2 separate regions of the Zea mays genome follow, and region 2 is linked to region 1. A link is a contact called in public Hi-C data. All regions are on one chromosome and are shown on one strand. The core of a region is the stretch at or near the end of the contact, and the rest is flanking DNA. Distances in the headings are between cores, read along the strand shown.

Evidence for each region. A called contact is a pair of places that touch in the nucleus more often than the background predicts.
Region 2: a Hi-C map of tassel shows a contact between it and region 1, with 8 times the contacts expected there. The contact joins the enhancer-like site here to the promoter of LOC100283091 in region 1. A contact is called at or near these places in 4 of 25 Hi-C or Micro-C datasets (bundle sheath, ear, leaf and 1 more).

What each region holds. Positions count from the first base shown.
Region 1 is chr4:100,095,730-100,100,327 of Zm-B73-REFERENCE-NAM-5.0, forward strand. It overlaps LOC100283091, which reads right to left and starts at 1,603. Exons shown (of 5, transcript NM_001412293.1): 1 at 940-1,603; 2 at 293-531. The coding sequence starts at 1,153.
Region 2 is chr4:100,514,492-100,519,389 of Zm-B73-REFERENCE-NAM-5.0, forward strand. It overlaps the pseudogene LOC103653574. Among protein-coding and RNA genes, the nearest start is that of LOC103655445, 64 kb to the right of the region's middle. Within about 2 kb of position 2,115, at least 16 of the 20 cell types and tissues checked have an H3K27ac peak or open chromatin away from gene starts, as enhancers often do. A contact at or near this core is called in bundle sheath, leaf and tassel, where this site is marked.

The DNA of each region.
Region 1 (4,598 bases), core at 353-2,852:
TAGAGGACGTTGCTGGAGACAGTCTAAGGTATGAAACATTTGGACAGCTTTAACATGGACTGCTTTCAGTAAACTAGCAAACGACAAAAACATAAGGTATGCAAGCTCCATTGAACAGATACTAAAACTAGCAGTGCCAAATCTTCTAGTCTACTGTCAAAAGACAAAAATAAAGCAAAACAGCTCTACACTGAACAGCTACTATTTCAAACATGGACTACATGAAATCTGTGGGTAAAACAAAGTCCCAATTCTACAACAGTGCAATTTGCTAATAGCACTATTATCTCACCGCAGATAGGTCGCACCTGCTGAACTCAAAAGTTACCTGGCCTGTGCTCTCAAGGCGGCCCTTGTAAACACGTCCAAAACCTCCCTCTCCCAGGAAGCACTCGGGCCTGAAGTTCCTGGTGGCGGTAGCAAGCTCACGGAAGGTGAAAGTTTGCGCTGAGATGGCATTGCCATTGGCATCCTTTGGCACCAAAGCCTCTTTGGTGAGCCCATTGCTCTTTACTCTTGCTTTCTCAGCCGCTGCACACATAGACAAGTACAAGAGGTAGATTCAGTAAGCTCATCAGCAGTCCGACTCAGACAAAAGAGAATCACTATTCAAAATAGCATGTCCTGGTTGCATCAGTCCACGAGTTTATCACCCCACAACCTTTACATCTCTCCGAGGCCTAAGGTAGTAAATGAACCTAATTTGCAATAACTAACAATAGAAAGTTCCTACTTCTTTTCCCTTTACCTATCGAGAACCTGACGCTAATTCAACACGCAAAGATGGCCACAAGCTACACGGAGCACTACTAAATCAGATCAGGCAGGCCCGGTGCGGTTGAACCACCACGCGGGAGATCAACCACCTTGCCGGGATCCAGTCCACCCACCCACCCCAAACCGTGGAACACGTAGCTCAGCGCGGAGCACGTCGCGCACCTGCTGAGAGCTTCTCGACGCGCGGAGCCGCCATGGGCGCCTGCTGCAGGTCCGGGTACCCCCTGTCCCCGTGCCGGCCGATGCTGACGCCGGCGCCTGTGCCGTTTCCGTACGCCGCGACGGCAGAGGACGTGCCGCCGTACCCACCGGCGCCACCGAATTTGGGGTTAAGCTGCTCATCTGCCGGGGAGTCGAAGCACGGGAAGCAGCCCATCGCCGGCCAGGAAGAAACACCAGGTCGCCGCGCTACTTAAAGGTGCAACATTCCTTTCGCTTCCGCCTTCCTGCTTTGCCGCCGGAAACTCTGATTGCGCCGGGACGTGGAGGTGGATGGAATGGGATCTTTTCCGGCGAGGGGATCGAGGGAAGGGAGGACGGGGGAAAGCGAAGGGGAGGAGAAGGGAAGGAAAGGTGCGTTTTTTATTTGGTTTTTGGAGCGGAAGCGAAGGTAGCGAACAGGAATTCAGGGAAGGTGGACTCGGGCACTGGGCTCGGCTGGCCCTCGAGTGTATTCGCGGCGCGGGGAGGGGCAAGGCAGCCGTCCAACACGCGGTTTTGCCCGTGTTCAGACTGGGGTGCGGGATACGTACTTCACTTTGTTAACCATTTTTTATGGGGCGGGACAAGGAGGGTGTTTGTTATAATCTGTCTAGATTACCTAATTTAATAAATTTTGAATTAAGTATTAGTTTAAAATTTATTGGATTATATAATCTAGGTATGTTATAATCTTAAATCAACACTCTAAAATATATGTATGGTCATTTCGGCTCAACTTGTTTCAATTTTGTCACAAGCTAAACTAACATCTAAGCTCAATTTATTAATGAACCGAGATCAAACCAGATCATTAGCTCGATTGGGCTACATTTGTCAAGAAAACAAAGTCTTCACTTATGTTGAATGAACTAGTACATAATAAATTATGTTAATTTGGTGTTGGATTTGTTTGGGACTTGTTTTCAAATGCTATGAATTAAGAACAAGACAACCCAGAATGTTAAATGTTAATGTCCTTCGTCCTTCGAAACATTATCTCATTTAGGATATAATGATTTTCAGACGAAGGTCATGAAGGGCATACTTTCATCATCGTAGTATGTGTTAATAAGTGAAGAAGTATATGAAACATAAAAGACAACATGAACGATCACATAACATTATCAATTCATCCTCATTATATTTGTTGGGGGCTTCGTCCTCCGAAGGTCCTCAAAAACGTGATTTAACAATATCTTTCAAGTGTGACATATGAATAGGTACCTTCGGACTCGGGCTAAAAGCATGAACGATGTAAAGAACATGATCGTGACGAAGGTTGGAATTGCTCCGAAGCTACACGCAAGGGAGCTTCGGCTAAATGGCGGAAAAAGGAACCGACTTAAAGGGGAAAAGGCTATCTAGTCCTTATAGAATTGTATATAAGTCAATAATAAGTGTAAAGGGCATGTATGTAATTTCTCACAGGCCGCGTCCTGTGCCTATAATAGATGAACAGTACCCCCGTACTGTTCACGCTGACCTGTACTTGCTCGTGCGTCACGCTTGTACTTTTACCTTCTGTCAAGTCGAAGGTACATATGTCATTCAATATTGTCTTTACTTTTTCATGATAATATAATGAGATGAGAATGAATTGATAATGTTATATAATCGTTTATGTTGTCTCTTATATTTCATATGCTTCTCCTTTTATTAACATATATCGCGATGATGAAGGTATATCCTTCATGACCTTCATCTGAAGATCATTATATCCTAAGAGAAATAATGCTTCGAAGGACGAAGGACATTAACTTTTAACATTTTATGTTGCCTTGTTCTTAACTCATAGCATTTGAGAACAAGTCCCCAACATTGGCGCCCACCTCCGGTGAACCCTTTTCGACCACCTTCGACAAGCACTGACCTTCGTCATGCCACCAAAGAAAGCTTCAGCGCCAGGGGCTGCTGCGCTGCAACCACTGGACCCAAACCAGAAAACTCTTTCTCTTCGAGAGGCTCGAAGCCAGAAGAGGAAAGCCACCAGTCCAACACTCCAGGAGGAGGAGTTGGACCAAGAGATCAGGGACATGGAGATCATCCATCAGCAAGGACAAAGAAAGAAGGAGAAGATGGTGCGACTTGCTGATCTTCAAAGGAAGATCGACGAAGCCACAGAAGAAGTGTGTCATCTTGTTCAAGATGGACAAGATCGAAGGATCCAACACAGGGAGCTTCGTCAAGAAGGCTTATTCAACGAGAATGGATGGTATGATGATTTTAATCATGATGTCTTTACTTTTGATGATGCTTCTCCCTTGGCAGCAGAACTGCAGGCTACCCCATGGCCCCCATCATACAAGCCACCTCAGCTCCCCATGTATGATGGGCACTCAGATCCAAAGCAGTTTCTGATGAGCTACGAAGCAACTATATCTTCGTATGGGGGCAATACTGCAGTCATGACGAAGTCCTTCATCATGGAAGTCTGGAATGTAGCCCAAACATGGTATTCTTCTCTTCGGCCAGGGACTATCACGGCGTGGCAGAAGCTTAAGGACATGTTGGTTACCAGCTTCCAAGGCTTTCAAACGAAGCCGGTCACAGCTCAAGCTCTGTTCCAATGCACGCAGGACCATGAAGAATATGTACGAAGGTTCTTACGACTGAGGGCACAAGCGCCTACAGTGCCCAATGAGATTGTCATTGAGGCCATGATTAAGGGCCTTCGGCCAGGACCTACGGCTCAGTACTTCGCCAGGAAGCCCCCGCAAACTCTGGAGAAGCTGCTTCAGAAGATGGATGAGTACATCCGAGCTGACAACGACTTCCGCCAAAGAAGGCAGGAAGCTTACAGATTCTCTGAAATGACCAGGGGCTTCGGAGGAAGAATCCATCTGACGCACGTTAGGTCAATCCATAACTCCACTCAAAGTGACGACAAAGGAAGTCAGTCTTAGAGGTCACAATATACCTCACAATCTTCGGGGCAACAGCAAAGCTCTTTCAGGCCGCCAGCTCCAAGGGGCAGAGGCGCCAGGGGCTTTAGAGGAAGATTTGGGGATCAACCTAGAAAGATTTACCGCTTATTCTATGGTGAGAACAAGGGTCATACTACAAGAATGTGTCATGTCACCATTCAGAAGCAAAAGGAAATAGCAGAAGCCGAAGCTCGGTAGAACCAGCCGAAGCAGGTCTTGCACACTACTTCGTGTCACTCTCCTTACATACCAGAGTATGTGAACAATCATCATGCAGCTTCTGTCTCTTCGGCTAGCCATTCACAGGCTTCCTGGCCGCAACTCCCGCCTCCGCCACCACTACAATCGACATATTCCCGAAGCCAGCAGCCAGAAGGGCGCCAGCACTCTCAACAGCAACGGGAATTCAAGGAGGAATCCGAAGCTCGCACAGTCAACAGTACTGTGCCAGAATCAAAGCACATATATTGAGAGATATCCTACCTCTGAAATATTTTTACGTTCATTGTCATTTTGTTTTTAATAAGGAACAATCAGTGTAAACCTAGTTTTAATTTCTTGTAATAGCTTCGCTCCTGTCAGAATGAAATATGTCTTCTTCACAGACTTACGAAGCTCAAAAATTGTTGAAGCTCAAAAGACGTTACTAAGGGAATGCAGAGCTAAAAATCGCAGTGCAAGTTTCACCGAAGCTAC
Region 2 (4,898 bases), core at 865-3,364, 420 kb after region 1:
GTTGCTTGGAAACCTTTGATGCATTGCCTACCTTGATATCCATACCTTTATAGATACTTCTGATGAAGTATCAAAATATGATTTACAAAAATGCTTAGCTCTGCTTAGATCTTGTGGATAGAAGTTGTCTTTTGCAATAAGGCCTAGCTCAGGGGTTATCCTAAGGAAAGATGGCTTCTACCTGCAAGAATATTTTTCGTGGTGGGATCTTAATGCAAAGTTCCCTAGAGTACTCTCTTCATCCTAAGGAACTCATGGTTGAGTTGGAATCGGGACAATTATGCTTCTTTGGCCTACAATGATGAAATTACTGTTCTGCAATTACACATTACGCCAAACTAAATTTGGCATGGTATGAAGGTAAGATTGGTATTACTACAGTCGATTCACACATTATTCCAGACTCTGCAGGAACCATGGTGATGTTTGGCTCACCGAAATATAATGTAAATATATTACATGGGGTAATGGATACCGATACTTTTGTTTGGTTGAGCTCTTTTTTGTAATAGTAGGTACTACTGTCCAATCCAATTATATCTAATAACCATTACCGCCGGTAAGAGATCCCATTACCATTCCCTTAACAATGTCTGAGCCGAACAGCACCCATATTTCCCTCACAATGATACAGGTTTCCTTCTACACCGTAAATATGTGAAACTGACTAACCTCTGAACATTTACAGACCATTTTTAAGACTCATATGTACATAAATCTTCGAACAAGAGTAGATGGGTAATTAGCACCGCAGAGAAGTCATAATATTTAATCAAAATAACTGGATATGTGAGATTATATAATGATTATGCTACGCATTAATGAAAATTAATACAACATGATAAGTAAATCAGTGTGGGTACAGAGTAAAGTCTCGCAGCAGTCTCAAACTAGGCTCTTGACATAAACTTTAAATGCGCTAGAGCTAGTAGTTAGTTAGCTAAAGAATTGATAGTGAAATTAGCTAGCTAACTATTAACTAGTTTGCTAAAAGCAGTTAAAACCTGAACTACTGAATTATTAGGTAGATCGTTTGGATGCCTTTAGCTAATTTTAGCAGCTAACTATTAGCTTTAGTGTATTTAAACATGGTCTTAGTGGCACCTACGTGGTAGCCAGTCATGAGGCCTGCCATTTGGATAAGACAACCTATCTTATGCACATGGGTATGGCTGTGCACATATGCACATCTTCAATCCCATCCCTTCAATCAAGATCCAATGGCTGCTGTCGGTTTAACACTTTAATCCTCCCGCTGCTTTACGTGTGATACGAATTCTTTTTGCAAAACCCCCTTCTCCTTCCCCAAACAGCCGCACGCATGGGACTTTTTGTCTTCTCGTAGAAGCCTCACGATTGGGCCTACCGCCTACGCCGACGCTTTGCAGGTGCCCTCGCGGAACATCGTTGCCGCCGCCGTCGAGGCATACATCCGTCATCGTCACATGCTAGGGCTAACACCCATGTCGTCTATGTCTACAGGTGCCCTCGCCGAATGTCGTTGCTGTCGCAGCCGCCACCTGCTGGTCACCACGTTCAAGGACTGCTGCAACATGGCAGCGCTGCCACCAGCATGCTCCAGCTGTGGTGGTTTGACGGAGCTTCTCAACGCCATGGACGCGCAATGGGTAGCCGGCCCTAGCAGCAGCGTGGACGCTATAGACTCTGTTCTCTTTCAACCCACTGCTTTTGTTGCAACCGGTGCACACATGCAACCTGGCCTTCTCGTTCATGGTCCTGTTAAAGCTTCGCATCATGTTGATTCTTGTGAAGAATTCAATACACCTAAAAATATCCAATCAGTTTAACATCGATGACCATTTTTTTGTCCCTCGTTCAATCAATTCAACATTCATACACAATTGTCTTGCTCCAGGTTTGAATCAAAATTCATCTTATGACCTTGAACTCCAGATTTGAATCCAAATTTAGGTTACAGAAACTGAAGCTGGGCAGCTGGCCGAGGTGCTGCGCCAGTCTGGACCTCTAGACAATGGCGACATCGGTGGGGAACCGACATTCAGCGAGTTCTTTGGCGGAAGTCGGCAAGAACGGAGGCGTTGACTGGGTGCGGTGCAAGGACCATGTCAGCTGTCGGGTTCCAGAAGTCTCGTGCAGCTGTTTGGAGGAAGGGATGGAGAAAGGGGGCTTTGCAAAAAAGGATTCTTATCACAGAGGAAGCCACAGGAGGGTTAAAATGTTAAAACGACAGTAGCCACTGGATCTTGATTGAAGGGATGGGATTAAAGATGTGCATACGTGCACAGCCATACCCATATGCATAAGATACGTTGCCTTTGGAGAACTGGTCTCAGCACAATATGCAGCCTGTCAATAACCCTTATCTCTATACAATATCGATATCACAATAAAATTAAATGTTATAAATGCCTAATTAAGTCCTCATCGTCATCCAGAAGTTCAATGATAGATTAAGGCAAGTGAGCCAAATGATGCTGAGGAGTGAGTGAAGCACATATTGAGACTTCAGCCATGCTAGCTCGCAGTTGCAAGTCTGTAGGACAGACAAGTAGAGTTTCTACTTGGAGCCTCAACGTGTGGTGTCATCCTTAACATCTGTAATAATCTTGAGAAGGTCAACTGGAGTTGCAGCAGGGTCCAGCTCATGGCAACCTTTTGGAGCATTATTTCTTTCCTCACCAGTGAGCAGGCAAGAAGGAACCCGATGAGAGAAGCGGAAAAGCTCTTCCTTCGGTATTCTTCTGACCACACTGGAGCCCGTGAGCCTGTGGAAAACTGCCCTGAAACCAGCTACCTTCAACAATGGGACAACAGTCACACCTTGCTCTTCAGTGAAATCATCGATCACTTCTACTATCTCATATTTATATATCACATCATCTGGTGTAAGTTCATTCCAATCAGGAGACCAGTTCCGGTACACAGCCCATGTATCGCCTTTTTGGGGAATAATCCTGATAATTCCCCGAGGACCTTTACTCCAGCAAACTCTGTGGGAAAAGATGTTGACTGTTTCAGTAATCTGGTATCTTCCAATCCTAAAATCACCACATGTCTTCGTAAAACCTGATGCGATCCAATTTATTGGTGCCAGTTCATTGTTGGACTTAGAATTGAGGAAGCTCATTCGTATCCTGAAAGGTTTCATTGAAATAGCTTTCTGTACCATTGCATATAGGCGAGGCATACCATCTTCACTATCATATGTAGCCCAGATCTGGTCATTGCCAAAGGCTCTTTCTGTTCGATCTTTATCAAAATCATGGAAATCTGGGTCAGGGACATCAATGGACATAGGTACACGCATCTGTTCTGGATTCATTACATCAGTCACAGGGATCTCGGTATCTGCATCTTTTGAAATGCATTTCTTGCATTTATTGGTTGGATTGTCAGAGAGAATGCCATTAGCCTTAATATTGTTTTGAATATGCTTCTCTCTTCTATCTGATTTCCTTTTCTCGACAAACTGGCTAGATGTCAAAATATTCCAGACTTGTAGTTTTTCACGAACTTCTGCTTTGGCTTTCTCAAGAAGAAGACCACGGGTGTCAAGTTGGAAGATCTCCCTCAAGACATTAGCTTTTCTTGCATTCACTGCAGACCTGAACTTCTCCCCTGATGTACCATTAAATCTTCCTCCATCGGCAATCCCAGACATACCTGCAGTTGCAGCCAGATTCTGACCATTAACTTCCACAGATGCACAGCCATTACTGAAATTCTGCCTCCTTTTTGAATGTCGTCCACGCCCTGATGGATACTCATTGCTCTTGCCACTTGAAATATAATTGTATATGTAGTTTTCTTCATGTTTTCTCTTCGATTTCTCTGAGGCATGTGTACTGTAACCATTTGTAGCAGCAACACATGTTGTCTTGGGGTACTGAGTGAACTGGAAACTTTGGTTTTTGTACAACTCGTAAGTGTTCTCTTGCTGGTATGCTCCATGTCCGGTGTCTGGAATGCTTGATGTTCTGCTTGCTGATTGATATGAATGGTCAGCAACAGTATCGTGGTTCTGCTGCTGCTGTGACTTGGTTGTCCACGTGAATGAAGAACTGGTTCCATTGCAGGGAAATCCAGTTTCCACAGCCATGAATGCATGGTGACAGTTTGGGCACAGAAGGTTGTGGTTCAGATAAACTCTCAAGTACTCATACTGCATCCTGCAGCTGTTGCATGATGTCCAGAATGTGTCAGCCCCTGCAAGACGAGTAGTAGCCTCAACAGCTGCTGAGGCAGAGGCAACGGCATTTTTTCGTGCTCGCTTACTGAGCTTTGTATCATAATCATAAGCATACAAACCGTTGGACACACTCGCCACACAATGGTCTCTCCTCTTCTGATCATAAAGCATCTTTCTACTCTTGTCAGACAATACACTCCATGCCTCCGAGATAAGTCTGAAGGCAACCTCTGCACCAACCGACTTGTTCTTGTCTGGGTGCAACTGGAGAGTTAGCTTCCTGTACTGTTTCTTCACCTCCTCTTCATCAGCCATGGCATTGAGAGACAGTATCCTGTACCAGTCACTCTCCCCATCAATCTTCGATTCAGTGCAAGGTGAACATCAAGTGTGGAGATCATCTGAGATATGCCCTCAAGTGATGGGCACAAGCTATGAGCCTTGAGCGCTGACCTCCGGGCACCCTTGGTGTTACGTGCGTGGAACTTGCGCTCTGCTACATGCTTTGCTTTGAGGGCTGCCTCCTCCATCACATCTTGGGTACTTGGGTCTGCACCCACCTTCATCTTCAGCACAGTACTCGGTTGATCTTGACTCCTGGCTGGAACAGAAAAGCTCAAGACCATCCACTGAGCAACAAGTTACTACAGTCGCATCAATCCCAAAGTTTGGATTTTCAGCGGCACAACCTGCACAAAATGTGACAGCGTGAGGAATATCCGAGAAC